Linked DNA regions of Mus musculus: all the other regions are linked to region 1. A link is a contact called in public HiChIP or PLAC-seq data. All regions are on one chromosome and are shown on one strand. Each heading gives the region's core, a stretch centred on a gene start, on an enhancer-like site or on the middle of the called end of the contact. The rest is flanking DNA. Distances are from core to core; before and after follow the strand shown.

What was found. HiChIP or PLAC-seq counts read pairs in DNA pulled down with a chosen protein or histone mark.
Region 2: a contact with region 1 is called in an H3K4me3 HiChIP or PLAC-seq map of bone marrow-derived macrophages, with 7 times the contacts expected there. The contact joins two enhancer-like sites. A contact is called at or near these places in 1 of 39 promoter capture datasets (cranial neural crest) and 1 of 115 datasets of contacts at active chromatin or transcription factors (bone marrow-derived macrophages).
Region 3: an H3K4me3 HiChIP or PLAC-seq map of bone marrow-derived macrophages shows a contact between it and region 1, with 2.5 times the contacts expected there. The contact joins two enhancer-like sites. A contact is called at or near these places in 2 of 15 datasets of contacts at CTCF or cohesin (the NIH/3T3 cell line and stem cell-derived epiblast-like cells), 3 of 484 Hi-C or Micro-C datasets (bone marrow-derived macrophages, hematopoietic stem cells and induced pluripotent stem cells) and 9 of 115 datasets of contacts at active chromatin or transcription factors (T-cell acute lymphoblastic leukemia, a beta-TC-6 cell line, bone marrow-derived macrophages and 4 more).

What each region holds. Positions count from the first base shown.
Region 1 is chr8:106,971,824-106,975,872 of GRCm38.p6, reverse strand. All of the region lies in intron 1 of Sntb2 (syntrophin, basic 2), which reads right to left. Among named protein-coding and RNA genes, the nearest start is that of Gm22085, 36 kb to the left of the region's middle. Within about 2 kb of position 2,127, at least 130 of the 459 cell types and tissues checked have an H3K27ac peak or open chromatin away from gene starts, as enhancers often do. A contact at or near this core is called in bone marrow-derived macrophages, where this site is marked.
Region 2 is chr8:106,572,642-106,576,690 of GRCm38.p6, reverse strand. It overlaps the pseudogene Gm10073. Among named protein-coding and RNA genes, the nearest start is that of 1110028F18Rik, 12 kb to the left of the region's middle. Within about 2 kb of position 1,855, at least 22 of the 459 cell types and tissues checked have an H3K27ac peak or open chromatin away from gene starts, as enhancers often do. A contact at or near this core is called in bone marrow-derived macrophages, where this site is marked.
Region 3 is chr8:106,699,223-106,703,271 of GRCm38.p6, reverse strand. Tango6 (transport and golgi organization 6) reads right to left here. Exons shown (of 18, transcript NM_173037.1): 7 at 3,025-3,107. Among named protein-coding and RNA genes, the nearest start is that of Tango6, 18 kb to the right of the region's middle. Within about 2 kb of position 1,746, at least 42 of the 459 cell types and tissues checked have an H3K27ac peak or open chromatin away from gene starts, as enhancers often do. A contact at or near this core is called in bone marrow-derived macrophages, where this site is marked.

The sequences.
Region 1 (4,049 bases), core at 878-3,377:
TTCCATTTCCCGTCTCCTTCCCTCCATAGAATTCCTCTAAAAAACCCTTCCTGAGAGGCAGAGCAGGCAGATCTGGGACCAGCCTGGTTTATAGTGAGTTCCAGGACAACCAGTGCTATACAAGAAACCATGTCTCAAAAAACTAAAACAAACAAACAAACAAACAAACAAACGAGCAATGTGGCCTTTATAGACAAACAGGATGGCAAATACCTTTACTCCCTGCACCCCTGGGGTGGCAGAGCTGTCTACATAGTGAGTTCCAGGCCAACCAGAGCTACATAGTGAGATCCCGTCTCAAAATAAAACATGAACTTTTTTTTTAAAGGAGTTTTTGCAAACTGTCCAAAAACATTTTTTTCCTGTCCTCAGTTGGGTTCTGCACAGGCATCTATTATGTTAACAGGGAAGAATCAGCTTTCACACCTTTACAATCACAAACACTGAAACCCCAACTATCTGAAGAAGTTGGGGCTTTGGTCTGAATAATTTCCCCCTTTTCAGCTACTAATTTTATATGGTCAAGTAGCTGTGGGTTATTCATAAAGTAAATACTTCTTAAATTTCTTTGCAATAGTTTTCTTAAACTGTAACAGAATATGCAAGTTTATTTTAAACACCCTGGGCTTGCATTTTTAGGTGTTCTTGTGAGGAGACAGGCAGTAGTAATTAAATCTGGCTGTGCAAACCGCTACACAGTGAGCTTGTTTAAGACCCTTCCATAAGTAAAGATGCGGAAACTGTTCCCTTCGACACTGATCCAGTCACTCATTACCCACACTCCTCTCTCTGGTCATGTCACTCAGGGGCTTGACGGTGGGAAACGGCACAAGAGGCCACAGGTCTGCTGTTGCCCTCAGCCAGGCAGATCTTCCTGCCTCTGCCTTTTTAAGTGCTGGGATCACAGCAGGCCCCACCCCGCCTCCCTGTGTACTCACTTCCGATGGCCTCCTGGGGACTTCTGCAGTTGAGTAGCTCCCCTGCTTCTTTCTCTACAACAAAGCACTGCTTCACACAAAAAAATGTGCTGTTTCTGTTTCCTTTACCTTTGGGGGGGGGGGGGGGCAGAGTTTACACCTAATGAAAATTTTGATCGTGTAAAAGACTAGAAAAAAATCTTTTAAATTTCTTCATCTCTCCAGCACCTATGTGCTATCAATTGTTCTCATCTACATTTACACTGAACTCTGCTATATATCTCTCACATATTATCTCATTTAGTTCCCATGAATAAAAAACTCTTTCAGGGGCCTGGTGAAATGGCTCAGCAGATAAGAGCACTGACTGCTCTTCTCCCAAAGGTCCTGAGTTTAAATCCCAGCAACCACATGGTGGCTCACAACCATCCATAATGAGATCTGACGCCCTCTTCTGGTGTGTCTGAAGTCAGCTACAGTGAATTTATGTATAATAAAAAAAAAAAAAAAGTAAACGTCTAAGTGCAGAGACTACAGGTGTGAATTACCAGACCTGGCATAACAGAATCAATTTCCAAAGGACTATAACAGTGGTTCTCAAACTGTGGGTTGTAACCTAGCAGGGGTTAAAATACCTTTTTACAGGGTTGCCTAGACCATTAGAAAACATAGGTATTTACAATTCACAACAGTAACAAAATTAAAGTTATGAAGTAGCAACAAAAATAATTTTATGGGTGGGGTCACCACAACACGAGGAGCTGTATTAACGGGTTACAGCTTCAGGAAGGTTAAGAGTCACTGGACTAGAGTATAGTGAATAGAATCTAATATTCCGTTTACAACCCTAGGGGGGTAATCAATATAGGACCTTTCATACACTACACAATTGATCTACCATTAAACTATACCTTCAAGCCCAAAATCTAAGATTGAATTTAGATTAAAATGTGAACTAGTTACAAAAACTTTGTAACTTGGGAAGACACACCCTCCCCATATATTTTTTTTTTTTTTAGACAATCTTTTAAGCCAAAACAGGGTTTGAACCTGCTATGTATCAGGGGATGATTTTGGATTCCTGATCTTCCTGCCTTTACCTCTAGTGCTGGGACTTCAGGCACAACCCACCCCACCAGGTTCATACAGTGCTTGAATCAAACTTGGGCCTTCATGCTTGCTAGGCAAGCACCCTACCAACTGAGCTATGTACACAGCCTCTAATTCCACTCTTCTCACCTCAACTCAGGAAGTGGCTTTCAGGTGTCCCCTCCCACCTCCACATCCTCTTTTTTTTTTTTTTTTTTTTTTTTTTGGTTTTTTCGAGACAGGGTTTCTCTGTGTAGTCCTGGCTGTCCTGGAACTCACTCTGTAGACCAGGCTGGCCTCGAACTCAGAAATCTGCCTGCCTCTGCCTCCCGAGTGCTGGGACTAAAGGCGTGCACCACCACAGCCTCCTTCACATCCTCTTGTTTTTAATTTTTTTATTTATTCTATAGGTATGAGGGTGTGTGTGTGTGTGTGTATGTGTGTATACACATATATATGTATACACATACATACATACATACATACTACATACATATGTATATGTTTGTCTGTGTACCATTGCCTTCATTCAGTGCCAACAGGTACTGGATCCCCTGGAACTGAAGTTACAGATATTTGTGAGCCACAATGTGGGTGCTAGGAATAGAACCCAGGTCCTCTGTAAGAGCAGTCAGTGCTTTAAACACTAAGCCATGTTTCTAGCCCTATATAATCTTCTTGTTAATTTATTATAGATTTGTGTTGTATATGTTTGTATGTGACTGGGTGTGCGAATGTCACCGCTCATGTGGAAGGTCATGTGAGTTGGTTCAGTCTTCCTACCATATGGGATGTGGGAACTGACCTCACTTGGCAGAACACACCTTCCTGCTGAGTCATTTCAATGAATCATTCTTTTTCTTCTTTTTATAACCCACAGAGAGCACATAAAAATGTAATATTAACCCTAATATCAACTAAGTAACCAAGAGAGCTCACTCAATACATATACTAATACATATAAATGGTTCTAGAAGATAGCAGGCACTGAACACAAATATCTATAGAGTGAGATTATTATTGTTATGTAAAACTGATACGTGTAGACAGGAATCCAGACAGCAAGCTTTTTGACTTCCTGATTTTTCACAACGACCAGTTTCTGCAGGCTTCCTTGTTCAGGGTCCCCCAGAATTCGTGCATCACCATCCTAGCCTGGCACTTGTCACGTCACAGCTTTGTTTTGTCACCTACTCTACTTGCCCAATGGCACACCTGTGAAGTCCATGCCTGTCATCCCAGGACTCAGGAAGTAGAGGCCAGAGGATGATCAGTTTAAGGCTCTATGAGGCCCTGACTCACACAAACTTCAAAAAAATAAACAGAAAAAAGCTACACTCTCTCCCAACCCCCAAAGATTCCAGGCCAACAGATAAAGTAGAAATTGGGATGAAAAACATTTTATCTCTGTAAGAAATACAAAGATAAAAATGTTACACATTATTGAATGTCTTAGCAAAACGAAAAGAAACCATGGAAAATACTTACGAAAAGACTAAGCAAAATGTTCTCCATTAAACAAAAAAGTTCTAGCCATTTAAGTGCAAGGAAATCCACCTTTTTCTTTGCTGCTAAGTGGATGTCTCTTGGACTAGCTGGATAAACCGGATGGTTTGTTTTAGATCAGCACACTGAGTGATACACTATAGGCGGAAATACAGTTTAACCCAGCACAATAGCGGCCTTCACGGGGTCAGCAAGCTCCATCCTGAACTGCAGTGAGAGCCACACTGGGAAGAAGAAGTCATCCAAGTTTCCATATCTGCAATCACCTTGCAACATTTTCAATTGCACAAAAGGACTGCTATTTGTAACTGCCAGGGTTTTACTGTCATTAGGGATTTTCTGACTAATTTGGCAGAATAACCAAGTTCAGGAAGAGAAGAAAAGACAAAGATGAGATCATGTTCTCTTTTTTTATGTAACTTAACTAAGGAACGTGGCTGCAGTACACTAAGACTGATACTCACTGTCCAGCAATAGTATAATATTGTGGTCAATTCAGATCAAATAATGATTCAATGTTTTATTTGTTTCTTTGAT
Region 2 (4,049 bases), core at 606-3,105, 400 kb after region 1:
TGTGCAGCTAACCAATCTTGTCCCCTCAGTAGCCTCTCTGCACAGGGATGATGAAAAGCATGGCCAAGACGATGGCTCCTGGGGTGGCAGTGGCTGCCTCCTCAGGGACTTGATCTTCATGTTGCTTTCTTTTCTTTCTTAGTTTTTTTAAGACTTATTTTTTTATTTTATGTATATTAGCACACTGTCGCTGACACACTAGGAGAGGGCATCGGATCCCATTATAGATAGTTGTGAGCCACCCACCATGTGGTTGCTGGGAATTGAACTCAGGACCTCTGGAAGAGCAGTCAGTGCTCTTAACCACTGAGCCATCTCTCCAGCCCCTTCATGGTTTTTTTTGCTTTGTTTTATTTGTTTTTGTTTTGTTTGTTGTTGTTTTCCCAGCTTAGATTCAATCCTTGTCTTCTGCTTTATCTCCATGAACCCCAAGGCCAATGACTGTGGGTCCCTAAAAGAGCTGCCAAATCCTTGGTGGCAATCACCACTCTCCTAACCTGGGTACCGGGTTTCTCTGGGCCTTCCTGCTACACAGGTATCATCATCTGCTATTTGGCATTTTTCAGAAGAAGGAAGAGGAAGAGGAGAAGGAGGAGGAAGAGGAAAAGGAGGAAGAGAAGGAAGAGAAGGAAGAGGAGGAAGAGGAAGAAGAAGCAGAAGAGGAAGCAGCAAAACAAATCTTTTTAAAATACATTAACGGAGTATTGGAGTGCTGGCTGAGTGGTTGAGTGCTTGCTAATCAACTGGCTAATGAACTGGTGTTCAGATCTTAGCACTTCCTCATTACTGAGCCTCCAGCTCAGAGGGATCCCATGCCCTCCTCTGGCTCTGTACATACCTACACACAGGTACATGCACCATGCATAGGTGTATATACCCATATGCATACATACACACACACACACACACACACACACACACACACACACACACTCACAAATAAATCTTTTTTTTTAAAAGACTTATTTATTTATTATATGTAAGTACACTGTAGCTATCTTCAGACACCCCAGAAGAGGGGATCAGATCTCACTATAGATAGTTGTGAACCACCATGTGGTTGCTGGGAATTGAACTCAGGACCTCTGGAAGAGCAGTCAGTGCTTTTAACCACTGAGCCATCTCTCCAGCCCCAAATAAATCTTTTTTTAAAAAAGGCAGAGTGACCTAACTCTATTGTTTTTCCTTAATGGGAACATGATATGAATATGAAGTAGACAATCATCTAAAGATTTTATCCAGCTGGGAGTGATATACTCCTGTAATCTCTGCAGTCAGGAAGTGGACTGATAAAGGAGAAACAAAAGTTCAAGGTCATCCTCAGATGCACTGTAAATTCAAGGCCAGCCTGGGCTACAGGGCTCAGTTTCAGGGAAACACACAAGGAAGGTTATCAATGTAAAGTCTAAGCCTGTAACAATCTATTTTTTAAATTTTTATTTATTTATTTTATGGATATGAGTACACATCAGGGGAGGGCATTGAATCCCACTAAGTTGTGAGCCACCATGTGGTTGTTGGGAATTGAATTCAGGACCTCTGGAAGAGCAGTCAGTGCCTTTCTTTGTTTTGTTTTGTTTTTTTCAGGATAGGGTTTCTCTGTATAGCCCTGGCTGTCCTGGAACTCACTCTGTAGACCAGGCTGGCCTCCAACTCAGTAATCCACCTGCCTCTGCCTCCCAAGTGCTGGGATTAAAGGAGTGCACCACCACTGCTCGGCTCATTACTAAAAGTTTACAGATGGTTGTTTGTGTTTGGGATTCAGATTGGCAGCATGTCACCGCTCCAGCTGTCCTTTAAACCTTTCTGGCTGTGCGTGATCCATGGCATTTGGCACTTGGGAGGTAGCCCTTTAGCACCTCAGCACAGGGCTTGTCCCAGTGCCACCTGCCTGCTTTCCCATCCCCAAGCTTTGTCACTGCCGGGCCCTGTCAGGCTCCAGTAGCACCAGGGGCAGACCATGGGACAGCCTCATTCCTACATCTCCCCGTGTGACACCCTTCACTTGGCACAGGGCATCCCTTCATCCTCTCATTTGGGCTTTGGTCTGTGCTGTAGACTTGGGTTCCACAACTCAGCTTTTACTTCTCTTTCCTGGAAACCAAGGTGAGACACAGATGAGAAATAGGAACTAAAAGAGGTGAGATCCCTTCATGTGGTAACATTACCACTTCTCCTTCCTCATCCTCTTCCTCTTCCTTCCTGTGTGGCCGGTGGTAACTTCTCTTCTCCCTCTCTGGTGGGAAGCAGGGCCGAGTTTGTGGCAAGCTAGCAGCGATTACCCTTCCTTTCTGAGTCTCTAGGGTGCCATGCAGCCCAGAACTCTGTCCAACACCCAACTGAACATATCCACTTACGTGGTCCCTAGACTTCTCAAATGCAATCCTCAGAAGGGAGTTAGGGCTGGGTGTAACGGTGTACAATGTAGACCTATAGTCACAGTATTGAAGAGGTTGCGGCAAGAGAAATTGCTGGATTGCCATGAATTTGAGATCAGCCTGGATTATAGAGTTAGACTGTCTCAAAAAAAAAAAAAAAAAAAAAAATTGGGGCCCGGAGAGATAACTGAACAGTTAAAAGCACTGGGCACTGGCTGCTCTTCCAGAAGACCTGGGATTGATCTGCAGCAGCACATGGCAGTTCACAACCTTCTGTAACTCCAGTTCAAAAGACCCAATGCCCTCCTTTGGCCTCTATAGCCAGTGCTCATATGTTACTCATAGACATTCATGCAGCCAAAATATCCATACACATGAAATAATAAGTAAAACCTGAAAGTTAAATATAACAAAAAAACTGAAAACTGGCTAGGCCTGATGGCACATGCCTTTAATTCGAGCAGAGGCAAGCAGATCTCTGAGAGTTTAATAAGCCATCCTGGTCTTGAACTCTAGCAAGTTCCAGGGCAGCCAGGGTTAGTTAGTGATACCCTGTCTTAAAACAAAACAAAACAAGATCCCAACAAAACACACACACACAAAAGATAAATAAATGTAATTAATTAAAACCCCAAAGAACCTTTTCCGGGCTGGTGAGATGGCTCAGTGGGTAAGAGCACCCGACTGCTCTTCCGAAGGTCCACAGTTCAAATCCCAGCAACCACATGGTGGCTCACAGCCATCTGTAACAAGATCTGACGCCCTCTTCTGGAGTGTCTGAAGACAGCTACAGTGTACTTACATATAATCAATAAATAGATCTTTAAAAAAAAAAAAAAAGCCCAAAGAACCTTTTCCTCAGCTGCCGCCAAGGTGCTCGGTCCTTCCGAGGAAGCTAAGGCCGCGTTGGGGTGAGGCCCTCACTTCATCCGGCGACTAGCACCGTGCCGGCAGTCTACAGCATGGCTTCTGTCTCCGAGCTCGCTTGCATCTACTCCGCCCTCATCCTGCACGGCGACGAGGTGACGGTCACGGAGGATAAGATCAATGCCCTCATTAAAGCAGCTGGTGTCAGCGTCGAACCTTTCTGGCCTGGCTTGTTTGCCAAGGCTCTGGCCAATGTCAACATTGGGAGCCTCATCTGCAATGTAGGGGCTGGTGGGCCCGCTCCAGCAGCTGGAGCTGCGCCTGCTGGTGGTGCTGCTCTGTCCACTGCCGCTGCCCCAGCTGAGGAGAAGAAAGTGGAGGCAAAGAAGGAAGAGTCCGAGGAGTCTGAAGATGACATGGGCTTCGGTCTTTTTGACTAAACTGCTTTTGTTAAGTTGGCCAATAAAGAGCTGAACCTGTAAAAAAAAAACAAAAAAAACAAAAAAAAAAAAAAAACAAAGAACAAGCCAGGCGTGGTGGTGCACACCTTTAATCACAGCACAGCACTCAGGAGGCAGAGACAGGCAGATTTCTGATTTCGAGGCCAACCTGGTCTACAAAGTGAGTTCCAGGACACCCAGAGCTACACAGAGAAACCCTGTCTCTAAAAAAAAAAAAACAAAAAACAAAAAAAAAACCAAAACAAACAAAAAAACCCAAAACAAACCAAGACAAAAAAAAAAAAAAACCCAAAGAACAGAACACTCACATAATAAATAACTGTAATAAATAATCTAAATAAAA
Region 3 (4,049 bases), core at 497-2,996, 270 kb after region 1:
CCCTCAGAGTAACCAGAGACCCAGCAGTCCCTCCTGTCCCTAGGACTTATCCAGGAGAGCAGAAACCGTGATACTATAATGAAATGCACATGACTGGGTAAGGCTTACAGAGTTCTTGTTTTCTACAAGACAAGGGTTCACTGTGTACTCTGGCTGACCCGGAACAAACTCTGTAGACCAGGCTAGCCTCAAACTCACAGAGTTCCACCTGCCTCTGACCCTAGATGCTAAGATTAAAGGAGTGCACTGCCAGCACCTAGCTATTGTTTATTTTTTGAGATAGGGTCTCAATATGCAGCCTTGCTGTCCTTGGACTCGTTACGTACACCAGTCTACTCTCAAACTCAGACTCTGCCTCCCAAATGCTGGGTCATAGGCATGAACTGTAACATTCAGCCCAGGAGTTTGGAGGTTTTGTTTGGATTTTTTTAACTTTTAAAAAGATTATTTTACGTGTATGCATGTTTTGCTTGCATTTTGTTATCTGTGTACCATGTACACGCCTGGTGCCTGAGGTAACCCAGAGAAGGCACTGGCTTTCCTGGCATTAGAGCAGTCTGACTCCCTGATGCCTTCACCCTTTCATACAGTTCCTATGCTGTGTGACTCCCAAGCATAAAATTATTTTTGTTGCTACTTCATAACTATAATTTTTCCACTGTTATGAAACATAATGTAAGTACCTGTATTTTCCAAGGGTCTTAGGTGACCCTGTGGAAGGGTAGTTCAACCCCAAAGGGACTGTGACTGGTAGGTTGAGATCCACTGAAATAGAGTTACAGATGGTCATGAACCACCATGTGGATGCTGGAAATCAAAGCCACGTCCCTTGGAAGAGCAGGCAGTGCTCTTAACGGCTGAGCCCTCTCTCTGGTCTTGTTTTGTTCTGAGCAATCACTTTTGGAAACTGAAGGTCCCAACAGCATTGTGCTGGCCCCGAGGAGAGGGGGGCAGAGCTCCATGGGGTAAGGCACACAGTGGAACAACAGAGGACATGTGACTGGGAGATCACCAGGGAGGGCACAGCCTATTCTTTCCTAACAACCCTCTCTAAGAGCTAGCCAGGGTTCCATAGAACTCCATCAATACCTTCTGAGAGCGGTGCCTCAGTTTACCCATCTGCCTTTCATTACATTCAAGCTTTCTCTCTCTTTCTCTCTCTCTCTGTGCCTCAGTTTACCCATCTGCCTTTCATTACATTCAAGCTTTCTCTTTCTCTCTCTCTCTCTCTTTCGTGTGTGTGCGTGTGTGAGTGTGTGTGTATATGTGTGAGTGTGTGTGTATATGTCTATGTATATATATATATGTGTGTGTGTGTGTGTGCATGTGTTCCCTCCCTCTCTATCTCTTAAAATAGGGTCCCATGTACCCGGGCTGGCCTCTAACTCACTACACAGCTGAGGATGACTTGGAACTTCTAATCCTCCTGCGTCAGCTTCCCAAATGCCAGGGTATAATCATGTGCCACCACTCACACTTAGGCACAATCTCTTTTTTTTAGGTTTTTCGAGACAGGGTTTCTTTGTGCAGCCCTGGCTGTCCTGGAACTCACTCTGTAAACCAGGCTGGCCTCAAACTCTGAGATCTACCTGCCTCTGCCTCCCAAGTGCTAGGATTAAAGGCGTGTGCCACCACTGCCTGGCTCTAGGCACAATCTCTTAAGGATTCCATAACACCTCCCAAATATTGCCACACTAAAGAGAAAGCTTCCACCACAGGAAACCCTGGGGGATCCTCTCAAACCACAGCCTAACCACAGCACATACGGAAATGTGTACATGAACTGTCCAAAGCAGCACTAGTCATAAAAGCTGAGGAGTGGCTAAGCAAAAATGCAGCCTACTCATACAATCAAGAATTATTCGGTAGTCAGAAAGATCCATGCTATGATATGATATAGAATGGCACTAAAACATACCAAATGAAAAAAGCCAGTCACAAAGATCAGACTGTTCACCATGATTTACAGGCAATGTCTAGAACAGGTGGATCTAGAGGCAGAATACAGGCAAACAGTTCCCTCTCCAGGCCCAGAGGACTGGGAAGTGGTGATGCAGGGATTCAGGAGTGAGAGCTAAGCAGTTCCGGGAGTTTCTCTGAGGCAATGAAATGCTCTAATATTAATGATGGTGACGCGTGTACAAATCTGAGTTTAATGCCATTGACTGCTACTTATATTTCTGAATGTACAAACTGTATGCATATGTCAGTAAAGCTGTTAAAAGAAAAAATGTACTATACATCCAAATGTGTACCAACTAACAAGCAGAAATGTGGTATATCATGCAACAGACGTTAGCAGTAAAAAGGTACAAAAACGAGCAGTATATGGTGGTTACCACAGTCTCAGCTTCCAGTGACAACAGCTTCCTCCTTCCTTTCCGTTTTACAGAAATAAGTGGCTAAATGTTGCCATTCATAAGCTAACCAAACCTCTGTCCACTGATGAAGCATAACATGTTATCTTTTTAAAATAAATAAAATACATAGAGACATAGCAGTAGGGAAGGGAAAGGAGATGGTGACAGCCAGTACTCACTGTGAAGCCCTAGAAGCTAGAACTCACTATAGCAAACAGGCTGGCTTTGGCTTTACAATGATCCTCCTGAGCATAGGGATTACAGGCGTCTACCTCCAGGGCCAGCTAGTCAGACCCACTATCTTCTTTCCTTCTTTAATTATGTGTATTTGTGTGCACACCTGCATATGTGGGTGTGTGCAGGTACAGGTGCCTGAGTAGCCCAGAGGCATGAGATCCCCCGGGACTGGAGGGAGGCAGTTGAGAGGCACCTGATGTGGGTGCTGAGAACGGACCCAGGTCCTCTGTGCTCTCACCCGCTGAGCCATCTAGCCCCTATTCATTCAAATCCTGGAAGTACTGGTTATGAGGCAAAGCTACAGACACAGTTCAGTGGTACAGTGCTTGCCAGCAGAAGGCCTGTGTTCAAAGTCCAGAGCCTCCAAAAACAAAAGGCCGTCAAGTATGAACATTAACTAGCAGCATCAGCGACCTGAATTACTAACCTTAAACACATCTTCAACACACCGACTAAGTTCCTCTTCAGTCACCAAAATAGCTCCTGGCACCATGTCACTCTCTGGAATCTCTTGGAAAATAAATAAAATTAACCCCACTCATTACTTTTCTGAATAGAAGACACTAATAAAGCAAGGTTTTATTAGTAATATAGTGCAGGTAGAACCAGAAGATGAGTGTCACCACTGTATGACATGCCACTTACATGTGATATTCACAGAACCTCTGACGCTACTGATGTTACTCTTGTTCAGGAAAAATGAGTTCTAAGACAGAGCACTTTTGTCTTCAGCGCAAAGCCATTCTGTGCTCTGTTGCTCTATAGCATAACTTTGTCACCAAAATCTAAAATTAGGGCTAGAGATAAGGCTCAGTGGAAAAGAGAACTTGCTGCTTTCGCAGAGAACCAAGGTTGTTCCAACAATCACTTGGTGGCTACCAACCATTCCTAATGCCAATTCCTGGGATCTGATGCCCTCTTCTGGCCTTCTCAGGCACTGCATGCATGTGGTGCACAGACATACATGCAGGCAAAATGCTATGGACTTTCTCTAACTGTTAAAACGACATTGACTCATTTGTATGTGCACCCCTGTGCACCTGCTCACCTGCCTGCCACGAGCCACGTGAGGAGGTCAGAGGACAACCTGCAGAAGTTCCTTCTTGCCTTCTACCAGCTGGGTCCTGGGGACTGAACTCAAGTCCTCAGGCTTGGCAGCAGGCACCTTTCCCACTGAGCTATCTGGCTGGTTCTTTTTGAAATTTGGACGGTTGTTTTTAAAGTTTTTTTTAAAAGACAGAAGCTGGCATCTTTCTTTGAGGATTTATGCTGAAGGATTTAGGAGTGATGTGTCATCACGTCTACAATCAACTCTCAGCGTTCCAGAAAAAACTACATTCATGTGTGCAGAGAGAAGCAAACGGGACCAAAATGGGAACAGTTGGTAACTGGGGAAGTGTGTCCGAGGGACTCAGTGCTCTCCTCTTGGAACTTGGGGGAAGTAGTTTTCCA